2 separate regions of the Sus scrofa genome follow, and region 1 is linked to region 2. A link is a contact called in public promoter capture Hi-C data. All regions are on one chromosome and are shown on one strand. Each heading gives the region's core, a stretch centred on a gene start, on an enhancer-like site or on the middle of the called end of the contact. The rest is flanking DNA. Distances are from core to core; before and after follow the strand shown. Region 1 holds the start of HMOX2 (heme oxygenase 2). Region 2 holds the start of SMIM22 (small integral membrane protein 22).

What was found. Promoter capture Hi-C pulls out the DNA fragments that hold promoters and counts their contacts.
Region 1: a promoter capture Hi-C map of fetal liver shows a contact between it and region 2, with 2.0 times the contacts expected there. The contact joins the promoter of HMOX2 here to the promoter of SMIM22 in region 2. A contact is called at or near these places in 1 of 5 promoter capture datasets (fetal liver) and 4 of 47 Hi-C or Micro-C datasets (mesenteric adipose tissue, omental adipose tissue, retroperitoneal adipose tissue and 1 more).

Annotation. Positions count from the first base shown.
Region 1 is chr3:37,864,019-37,869,395 of Sscrofa11.1, reverse strand. It overlaps HMOX2 (heme oxygenase 2), which reads left to right and starts at 1,264. Exons shown (of 6, transcript NM_001244412.1): 1 at 1,264-1,335.
Region 2 is chr3:37,599,233-37,604,669 of Sscrofa11.1, reverse strand. It overlaps SMIM22 (small integral membrane protein 22), which reads left to right and starts at 3,354. Exons shown (of 4, transcript XM_013995680.2): 1 at 3,354-3,659; 2 at 3,832-3,993; 3 at 4,073-4,158; 4 at 4,263-5,096. The coding sequence starts at 3,858. The coding sequence ends at 4,304. It overlaps ROGDI (protein rogdi homolog), which reads right to left. Exons shown (of 11, transcript XM_021086663.1): 11 at 4,666-5,231. The coding sequence ends at 5,190. It also overlaps a transcript of SEPT12 not described here.

The DNA of each region.
Region 1 (5,377 bases), core at 15-2,514, 270 kb before region 2:
TGGTCCCCAAAAGCCTGAGGGAAGCGATTTGGCTACGGACTGGCATATGCTCAGCCGTGACTCAGCATTTCTTGTGGGATTTTATATCTGACAAGGACTTGCTGCAAAACACTTGTTACCCAGCCCAGTGACATGTACAAGTGATGATAACAGTGGGAAGCCTTTCCTGGGCTCCTCCTATGTGTCAGGCACAGACTTAGCCCCACATTATCTCATTTGACCTCTTGAGGCAACCCCTCCTTCAATCAGTGTCACTTGGTTTAAACCAATTTGATGTGTGTGTTGGGGGCAAGGTGCAGTACAGTGTGTAAAAAAAAAAAAGAAATTCATTCTTTTACATTTGATTTTGATAGCCAAATAATGCGTGACTCATTTATTCATTCTTATAAAAAATTTAAATTGTACAGATATAGCACAAGTGACCCCGACATCCCTCTATCATTCTAGTGTGTAAAATTTCCCTTTTGGATGCATTTACGTGCCTAAATATATGTATGGAAAGATTACATTGTGAGGAGTTCCCACTGTGGCACAGTAGGTTAAGAAACCGACTATAGGAGTTCCCATTGTGGCTCAGCAACCTGTGCCACAAGCTGCAGCAATAGCCGGCCAGTTGCGCCACAAGGGAACTTCTCACCCTTCCTTTTGACTGGCACAACTTTATTGAAAGGATGTGCCTCTGTCAACTCCATCCCATCCCCTTTTGATGGTCAGATATTTAGGTTGTTTGAAGGTTGTCATTGAAATGGTGTTGCAATGAACGTCCTTGTTGGTGTCTCTTTGGCTTCTAGTGCTTGTCTAGAACAGCTACCCCTAAGTGGAAGCACTGGATCAAAGAGAATACCTATTCCAAGTTTTAACACATCTTTCCAGACAGTTTCCCCCTTCCACAATAATTCCAAGAATTACTGTTCGTTCCCCACACCTTTGCCAATACCGGACAAAACCAGTCTTTCAAGCTGCAGCCAGGTGGATGGTTACGGAAATGACTGGAAACCAGTGTGGCTCGAACAGAAGGGGCAGGTGGAGCCCAACGCGATGAGCCTGAAGCGGTGGCGACACGGAGCAAGAAAAGCGCTAAGCACAGAGCGTCCTCATAAACACCCCTCCTACCAAGCCGAGTTTTCACTCCCCGGCGGTCGGACTTCCGTAGCGGGGCGGAGCGCGGAGGGGCCGGGGAGCGCAGCCCCGCGCCCGCCGCAGGGGCGTGTCCTCCGCAGGTCCCGCCTCCGCGCGTGCGCACGTCGGGCCGCGCGCTCCGCTGCGGCGCCCGAGGGAGTCGCCGACCGACGCGCGGACGCGGTGCAGGCTGACTGCGAGGCGGCCCCGCGGCCGGTGAGTGTCTGCGGTCTGCGCGGTCTTCCTTCCGACTCCTCGGAGGGCCTGGCAGGCCTGGGCCCTCGGGAGCTGGGCAGGGCCGGCCACGTCCCGCCGCCCACCTGAGGGAGCAAGGGCAGGCCGGGAACGGGGCGGGGGGGACCCCGCTTCCCAGACATGGTTGCGGAGGCCCGGGGAGGCCTGAACCGCCCGTTCGCGCTGGTCCCCGTTGAGCCCACCCCCCGCCGGCGTCACAAGTGCCCCGGGGGAGCTGACCCCCGGGTCGCGGGCGGACTTGGCGTCCCCAGCGGGGCTCGCAGCCGGTATCTGCCAGCCGGCACGTCCGTCCACCTTGGTCGGGCGAGGACCCGGACCTGGGCCGGCGTCGAGCTGTTGGGCCCGGGCTCTGCCCTTACTCCTCCTGACTCACCTCGTTCCGAGGGCCCTTTGAGTCCCTGTCACGACTTCCCGAGGGACCTGCGGCCGCCAGATAGCGAGAGACCAACGTCAGGGGCAGCCGGTGGGTTGGTCTGGCGGGAAGTCTACCTGTCGCCTCATAATCGCAGTGCCTAGGTGTGTACTGATTGCCACGTAAAAGCTGCCAGGGTCGCCTTGCTCAGTCTTTGCACAAGGCCTGTCCTTGTCATGCCGTTGAAATTGATTCCGAGGAACGGTGGCTGGGGCTGTTCGTGCTTATTGTGTTGTATTCGTGGCTCTTAGAAGCACCCACAGCGGAGCGTGACTGAGAAAGGGTACACATCGTCTAGTGCGCTCGGGTTCAGGAAGTCCTCTCCCTCAGCCCCTCACAAAGCCCTGTGAGTTGATGATTTTCCCACTTGTAACGTGGGGTTAATGACGAGTCTCAGGTTGACAGCCTCGAGCTGCATTTCCCAACCAAGAAGATGGCACAGATGGTTTGTACCTGGTCATCTGTCCCCAGATCCCATGCTCTTTCCTAAGTAGAGTTGTAGAGATTGGAAATGGATTAAATTGTCTTCCCCTCCTGCTACACTGTCCTCCCAAGTAGTAGGAAACAGGAGCTTACTGCTTTTATATTTTTGAGTTTCTGTTATGGCATTAACCGGGGTGGGTTTTTTTTTTTTTTTTAATTTTAACTGCCCTATTAAAATTTTTAGTTTTTCTGAGATGTATAAAGAATATAAATGAGTAAATCTGTGCTTTATTCATTAGTTTTTTGTTTTTGTTTTTTAAAGAAACATCACAGGACAAAACATCATATACTTAGCAGGAGCTCACAGTTCAGTTGGGCATTTACAAGTTTACTGGGTGAACTTGGAAAAAGTTTTTGAATACAGTATCTAAGGCCAGTCACTGGTGAGGGTATGAGAATTGGAGGGACCTTGGAAACATACTCATTGAGTGACCTCATTTGCCTGGGGATGAGAAGAGGAAAAACGTGTGTCTTCCCCATTGTCTGACTTGATTTCCGTTTTTCCTTTGCCTGGACCAGTAAGGTGAGATCCTGTCAGTCACCAGAGTCAGGAGTATGAACTGCTTTAGAAAATGACAGTGCCGAGAAGATGAGTTACAGAAAGTAAAATATTCATTGCTTTTGGCTCACCCGTTGTTGAGTCTGTTGAAAAGCAAAACTGGACAGACATCTGCGGCCTTTGGGCTACCTTGATTTTTTTTGTTTCATTTTATTTATCATTATTATTTTTTTGTCTTTTGTCGTTTTTAGGGCGGCATCCGTGGCATGTGGAAGTTCCTAGGCTAGGGGTTGAATTTGAGTTAGAGTTGCTGGCCTACACCACAGCCACAGCAACTTGGGACCTGAGCTGCGTCTGCGACCTACACCACAGCTCATGGCAAGGCTGGATCCTTAGCCCACTGAGTGAGGCCAGGATCGAACCCATGTCCTCATGGGTACTAGTCAGGTTTGTTAACTGCTGAGCCACAATGGGAACTCCTGGTTTCATTTTAAAATACTGACTCTCTTCATAGGACAGTTGAGCTCTGTGTCAGATTTGCACCAAAGACTGAAGTATCACTGCTCTAGGAGAAAGATATTTTTGAAAATTGGGATTGTATATTTCAGTGTAAAATTTAGAATTTAACTTGTAACTCTTTGGAGAGAAAAATAAAAAATTGGAACAATGAATTACTTCCTTGTGTGTTATTGGCCATAGTTAACTAAAAAGTTATAAATAGACGTTTAATGCAATCTCTTTTTCTCATAGCACTTAAGGGGAGAATTAAGAAATCTGGGTCACGTCTCCTTTTGTGTTGAACACAGTGAAGGTTATTTGCTTTTTAATTTATTATATTTGTCATGTTTGTTTGTGTGAAAATCGTCAGATGAAAGCTCTGTCTTTTCTGGTAATCTGAATAATCCCTTAGGATATTTTGGCCCTGCTGAGCAGCAGTGCCATTACCAATTAACTCTTGCCAGCAAGTGGTGGTGGTGGGGCTGTCTTTAATTGGAACAGTTAATATAATTACCTATTTATACTGGGGGGGGAGTCTTCCCATTTTTTTTTCTTATATGGAAGATATTTCACTCTGGTGACCACTGAGGTGGTCTGTGATATTGTTCATTCTGTGGTTTACTTTTCCATATTGACTTCATGTATTTGCCATGCAGTCCATAAGATGTCCCCCATTATATTACACTTTTTTTTTTTTTTTTTGGTCTCTCCCACAGCATGCAGAAATTCCCTGGGCCAGGGAGCAAACCCTCCCCACAGCTGTAACCAGAGCCATGGCAGTGACAACACTGCATCCTTAATCTCCTGAGCCACGAGGGAACTCCCATATTACACATTTTAAAGTCAGCTAATGTGGGCAGCTGGCTTTACATTCTTTTTTTTTTTTTTTTTTTTGCTTTTTAGGGCTGTGCCTGCGCATATGGAGATTCCCAGGTTAGGGGATCAAGGGGTTGAATTGGAGCTACAGCTGCCCACCTACACCACTGCCATAGCAATGCCAGATCTTTAACCCACTGAGCGAGGCCAGAGATTGAACCCGCAACCTCATGGTTCGTAGTCAGATTTGTTTCCACTGTGCCACAATGGGAACTCCGTGGCTTTACATTCTTTTAAAATTTCTGATAAGTTTGACACACAGTATTGAAATACAGCAGCTCACAACAAATAGTCTATTCTAGCAGTATTACACATACTTACAAAGTATGCAGTTATAATTATTCATAAATCCTTTCTGTGTGACCGGTCTTTTTATTTAAGAAAAACAATGATGGGGAGTTCCCTTCATGGATCAGTGGTTAAGGAACCTGACTAGGATCCATGAAGATGCGGGTTCGATTCCTGGCTGTGCTCACTGGCTTAAGGATCCAGCTTTGCCTTGAGCTGTAGTGTAGGTCACAGACTCGGCTCAGGTCCTGAGTTGCAGGCCGGCAGCTACACCTCCGATTCATCCCCTAGCCTGGGAACCTCCATATGCCACAGGTGCGATCCTAAAAAGCAAAAAAAAAAAAAAAAAAAAAAAAAACGATGATGGAGTTCCCTGGTAGCTCAGTGGGTTAAGTACCTGGTGTAGTTTCTGCCTTGGCTAGAATCACTGCTGTGGTCCAGGTTCGATCGCTGGCCCTTGAACTTTTACATGCTGCAGGCGTGTCTGGAAAAGCAAAAAAGAGTAATGATGTTTTTTGGAGTTGATTACAGATAATTTAGAGGTGCATAGCTGTTGTAAAGGGAATGTATTTATGATCAGCCCGTGAGGGGATTGTGTTTACATTGCAGTCGTGGCTGGCTGAAATGGAGCCAGGAACTCTTTCTGGGTCGTCATATCAACCACATCCTATATTCAGACCTTAACAAGGTAATATTCTGAAGCCTTAACTAGGCATTTCAAAACAGCAGTTAAATTTATGAAGCTCTTCTCATTGAGCGGGCTTTAATGTTGCTTTGATGTAGTTTTAAAAGGCTTTTAGCAAACATGCATTTCTCTATGTGATGTATTTCTTTTAAGCAAATATTTTAATAATCAAGGGCTGTTTGGTCTGCTTATGGAGTAGGAATTGTGTTGGAATGCATGTCTTCTTGCTATTCAGTGATGTGATGTTGAGGAGGGTTCTTTT
Region 2 (5,437 bases), core at 2,105-4,604:
AGCTGTGGTGTAGGTTGCAGATGCGGCTCAGATCCCATGTTGCTGTGGCTGTGGTGTAGGCTGGCAGCTGTAGCTCTGATTTGACTTCTAGCCTGGGAACCTCTATATGCCTCGGGTGTTGCCCCCCCCCAAAGAAAAAGGACCAGAGAGACTCCCTTGCACCCATAGGTTGGGTGAGAGTAAGCCCCACCCTCCAGTGCACTCACAGTGCCACGGGAGCCTGTGTCATTCAACCCTCAGAGCCGCCCGAGGCCGGGGACTCCACACACCCTCTTCACAGATGGGGGAACTGAGCAGAGGGGTCAGGGGCCGGGCCCTGGTCACACACTGGTGGGTGTCAAGGGCTGGGAGCAGGACCGCAGGCTGGGGTCTGACCTGCCTGACACGTGTCCTGCCATGACCTCCCCCCATCACTGCTCTGCTTGGGTCTGGGGGCTCCATGTGTGGTTTTTGTCACTGAAGATGATAAGAAACAGTGGACAGAAGACTGAGGGTCGGCAGGGAGAGGAGGGGCTGAGGGTCTCCTGCCCACCTGGCCAGGCCAAGTGGCGGGTAGAGGCCACTGCTGGCAACCTCCCTCCCGGCTTTTTTTTTTTTTTTTAATTGTAATAAATTCACACAACATAAAGTGAATTTAAAGGGAGCAGATCAGTGGCGTTTAGTATATTCGCAGTGTTGCAAAACCACCACCTCTTTTAGTTTCCTGACATGTTCGCTGCCCCAAATGGAAATTCCACCACCCCCAGGCACCCCCTCCTCATTCCCCCTGCCCCCAGCCTTGGCAAACACTGACTACTTCCTGTCTCTATGGACTTACTTCTTCTGAACATTTCAAATAAATGGAATCACATACCACATCACCTTTTGTGTCTGGCTTCTTCCACTGAGCATGTGTTCAAGGTTCATCCACATTATAGCCTGTGTCAGAGCTTCATCCCTTTTTCATGGCTGAGTAATATTCAGTCACATGGGGAGATGATGTGGTATTTCTTCATTCGTCAGTTGATGGATATTTTGGGATGTTTCCATTTTTTGGCTATTATGAAAAATGCTGCTGGGAACATTTGTATATAGGTTTCTGTGTGGACATTTTTCTTTGTTTTTTAGGGCTGCACCTGAGACACATGGAGGTTCCCAGGCTAGGGATCCAGAGTTATAGCTGCTGGCCTACACGACAGCCATAGTAACAAGGGATCAAGCCGTGTCTGTAACCTACACCGCCACCAACGCTGGATCCTCGACCCACTAAGCGAGGCCAGGGATCAAACCTGCAACCTCATGGTTCCTAGTCGGCTTTGTTTCTGCTGCACTATGAACTCCCTATGTGGACATGTTTTAAATCTCTTGGGTACATATATCTAAGAGCGGAATTGATGGGTCCTACGATAACATTATGCATAACTTTTTAAGGACCTGCCAGACTCCCCCACCGTGGCTGCCCCCCCCCTTGGCAGTGGGAGTCAGAGGTCTCAGAATGGGCTGGCGGGGATGGAGGGCGTAGGATGGGGATCCAGCGTAGGCGGTGCTGTACCATGGTGGTTCAGGGCTCTGGGATTCAGTTCTGATTTCTCTGCGCACACGGGTGGTTGGCAGAATGATGGTGCCCAAAGATGTTCCCATCTGAGTCCCTGGGACCTGTGAGGATGTTACCTTATGGGGCAAAAGGGACTCTGCAGATGTGATTAAGGATTCTGATGGGGAGATTATCCTGCGGGCCAGTGTAATCACCGGGGTCCTTCTGACAGGGGGGCTTGAGGACAGATGCAGAGAAGGTGTGAGGGTGAAGGGGAGGCAGGTGGGGCGGGAAACAAGGGAGGTGGGTGGGTGGCCTCTGGAGCTGGAAACGCCCAGGAAGGGATTCTCCCCTGGGACCTTGGCGAGGAATGTGGCCCTGCCCACCCTTTAAGACTCTGACCTCCAGAACTCTGAAGCTAATAAACTTGCATTCCTTCAAGACACTATTTATTTCGCCCATCATGGCTCAGCAGAAACGAATCCATGAGGATGCAGTTTCAAGGCCTGGCCTCGCTCAGCGGGTTAAGGATCTGGCGTTGCCATGAGCTGTGGTGTAGGTCGCAGACATGGCTCCAATCCTGAGTTGTGGCTGTGGTGTAGGCCAGTGGCTACAGCTCTGATTCCGCCCCTAGCCTGGGAACCTCCATATGCCACAGGTGCAGCCCTAAAAAGCCAAAAAACAAACAAAAAACAGATGTGTGACTTGAGCTAGGCCTCAATTTTCACATCTGTAAAATGGCAATAGCAATAATACCACTTTTGCATCGTGGTGAGGACTAAATTAGGTAACGAATGTATGGGTATCCTTCAGCGATACTGTGGGTTCTGTTCCAGACAGACCACCACAATAAGCCGCACATTGCAATAAAGTGAGTCCCACAGATTTCTTTAGTTTTCCAGTGCATATAAAAATTCTGTTTACACCGACTATCGTCTATTAAGTGTACAAGGGCATCGTCAAAAAAAAAAAAAAAAAAAAAAAACAACCAACCACAACGTATTAACTTAAAAACACTTTTCTGAAAAATGCTAAAATGATTACAATAACAACAGCAAAGATCACAGACTGCCAAACAAATATAAGAACAAGGAAAAAGCTTCCAAATGCTGTTGGAAAATGGTGCTGATAGACGTGGCTCAACATAGGGTTGTCTCAAACTTTCAATTTGCCAAAAAATGCAACATCTCGGCGTTCCCGTCGTGATGCAGTGGAAACAAATCCGACTAGGAACCATGAGGTTGCGGGTTCCATCCCTGGCCTGGCTCAGTGGGTTAAGGATCCGGCGTTGCTGTGGCTATGGTGTAGGTGGGAAGCTGGAGCTCTGATTAGACCCCTAGCCTGGGAACCTCCACATGCCTCAGGTGCAGCCCTAAAAGAGCAAAATAAATAAATAAATACATACATAAATTAAAAAAAGGACAACACCACAACATCTCAAAGTGCAGTAAAGAAAGGGGGTGCCTGTACCGTGTAGGCAATGGAGCTTCACATTAGCCCACATTTTCCCAGCTAGACCATGAGCCCCACAAGCACAGGAAGCTGAGTCCACCTGTTTACAGCCAGTCCCAAGCGCCGAGAAGTCTTGGCCTCTGCTCTGAGAGAAGGGGGGCGTGACAGTGGCCTCCAGATGGTGTTGTCATCAGCTCAGCGTTCTGGGGGGAGAGCTCATTTGAGGGACCACAACCATCGCCTCACAAGGGTCACTGCGAGGACAGGAACAGGGAAGGGGACCCAGGCAAGGGCGGCGGACAGGACACAGCTTCCCCCTCCCCTCCTCTCTTCTTTTTCACCTGCCTCCCTCTCTCCCACCAACCTCCCACCATCCTGTCTTTTCTTCATTCGCCAAGTCAAGGGCGGCTCAGTGCCCACTGTGTTCCAGGCTACGTGTCTGGTCTGCTGAGAAAAAGCGAGAGCTCTCCCGAGTGAAGAGGCTTCTCCCTGGGTCCCCCAGCACCTGTCAAGGTTGGGAGGCAGGAAACACACCTGCGGGGCTGGCCCAGCCCCGCCCTCGCCTGGCTCCAGCAGCCCCCGGGGGAGTGGTGGGGTGGGGCTGGTTGCCAAGGCCTCAGGAGGTGCGGATCCGGAAGCAGGAAGTCGTCTTTGCTCCCAGGACCAGGGACTTGCCTGGCCGGGAAGCTCCAAGGCAGGTGGGGGCTCAGGGCTGGGGCTGGTGGGGGGAACGGGCTGCCCGGGCCAGGGTCAGGGTCGTTGAGACGAGAAGAGAGGCAGGGCCTGGGCTGGACTGTCGGAGGCCTGGACTCGGCAGTCCCAGAGGAGCCCAGGGTTCTGAGGCGGCCCACTGGGGGGCTGGGCAGGTGGCACCCAGGACCGTCCGGCTGAGATGGCTTTGTCAAGGGCGGGCCTGGAGCAGGAGCTGAGCGCCACAGGCCAGCAAGTGCTGGGGAAGCTGAGGAGCCACCAGCTGTTCCAGTCCCAGTGGGACACCGGGGCCTTCGTCATCTTCCTCATCTTCCTCGGTGCGTGTGGATGGGTGTCGGGCTGGGTCAGCCTCCCGGCCCAGGGTCCGAACTGGACGCAGTCTTGTCCCACCTACAGGCGTCGTGCTGCTCCTGCTGCTGCTCGTCTTCATCCACTGCTGCTGCTGCAGCTGCTGTGACCGCCACTCCTCCAGGCCTCAGAAGGTGAGCCCCCAGCACCAGGGCCCGGCTGGCACCAGGACACGGCTCTAGGGCAGAGGGGCCAGGGGGCGGAGGAGGGAAGCCACTGTCCCTTGCGTCTCTTTCAGGAACGCTCCTGGGGGGTTGATAACTTGGCCCTGGAACCTTAGCCGGAGAGCCCTGCCCCTCGTCTTTGTCTGCCGGACAGCAAGAACCATGCCTCGTTCAGCCAAAGCCGGAGTCTGGAGCGAGTTCTGAGCCTCTTGTGTGTGTGGGGGGATGGACGGACAGGGCAGCCCCCCCCTCCCCCTTCTTCTAGATGCCCCCAGGTCTCAGCCTTCAGCTGGAATGACTGTCCCCAGGAGACCTTAGGTGACCTGCTGTAGCCACTCAGTGACTGTCTGTGACCATCCCACTTGGCCCCTTGGCACCTGGGAGGCCAGGGGCTCAGTCCGCAGTCCCTGGGTACTCTGCCAGCTCCTGGCCATCACGAAGCCCTGGCCAGGTCCCCACTCAGACAGACACGAGGGCTCCAGGCAAAGTCAGATGATCTTTATTCCTCAGAGGCCCCAGCAGGGTCATGGAGTGAACACAGATAAGGGCATCACAGCTCATGGTGGGCGCCTTCTGTCCCCCTCTCCTGACACAGAGCCTAGGGCCACCACCCATGCCACGCCCTCCAGGGGCGGGGCGTGTGTGGCTCCCCTCAACGTCCTCAGCTGCCCCAGGGAGGGGAGGGAGGGAGGAGGGCCAGCCCTACCCTGAGTCCAAAGGTTCCAGCCTTCTGCGGAGGGCAGGGCTGGGACTTCGGCCACCTCACAGCCCCACCTTCCTGACCCCTCCCCCCCCATTCCAAAACAAACCGCAAGCCACTATCCCTTCGTCCCAGAGTTCAGGTCCATCCATGCAGACGTGACAGGCAGGACAGGGTGAAGAGGGAAATAAATAGCCCATGGTGCACAGCTCTGGCTCTGGCTGGCACTCTGAGGCGGTGGGGGGACAGGGGCCCCTGGGCGGGGGGCCATGCCCAGGGGCCCGGGTCTTGGGCGCTCCGCTCAGAAGGGCCTGTAGCTCCAGTAGCTGGAGAACACGGAGATCTGTGGAGGGAGAAAGCGGGGCGCATGCTGGGTGGTGGGGCTGGGGGTCTGGACACCACCGCACCCTCTGTGACCCTGGCGGGATCTGAAGGTCAACTCGGGGCCATGTGTCAAGGGCCCAGCCACACCACGGCCCATTTGTCTGGCGTGTGTGGAGGGTATAACAGATCTTAAGATTAGGGGGTACTGTGGTGGTGTGACAGGAG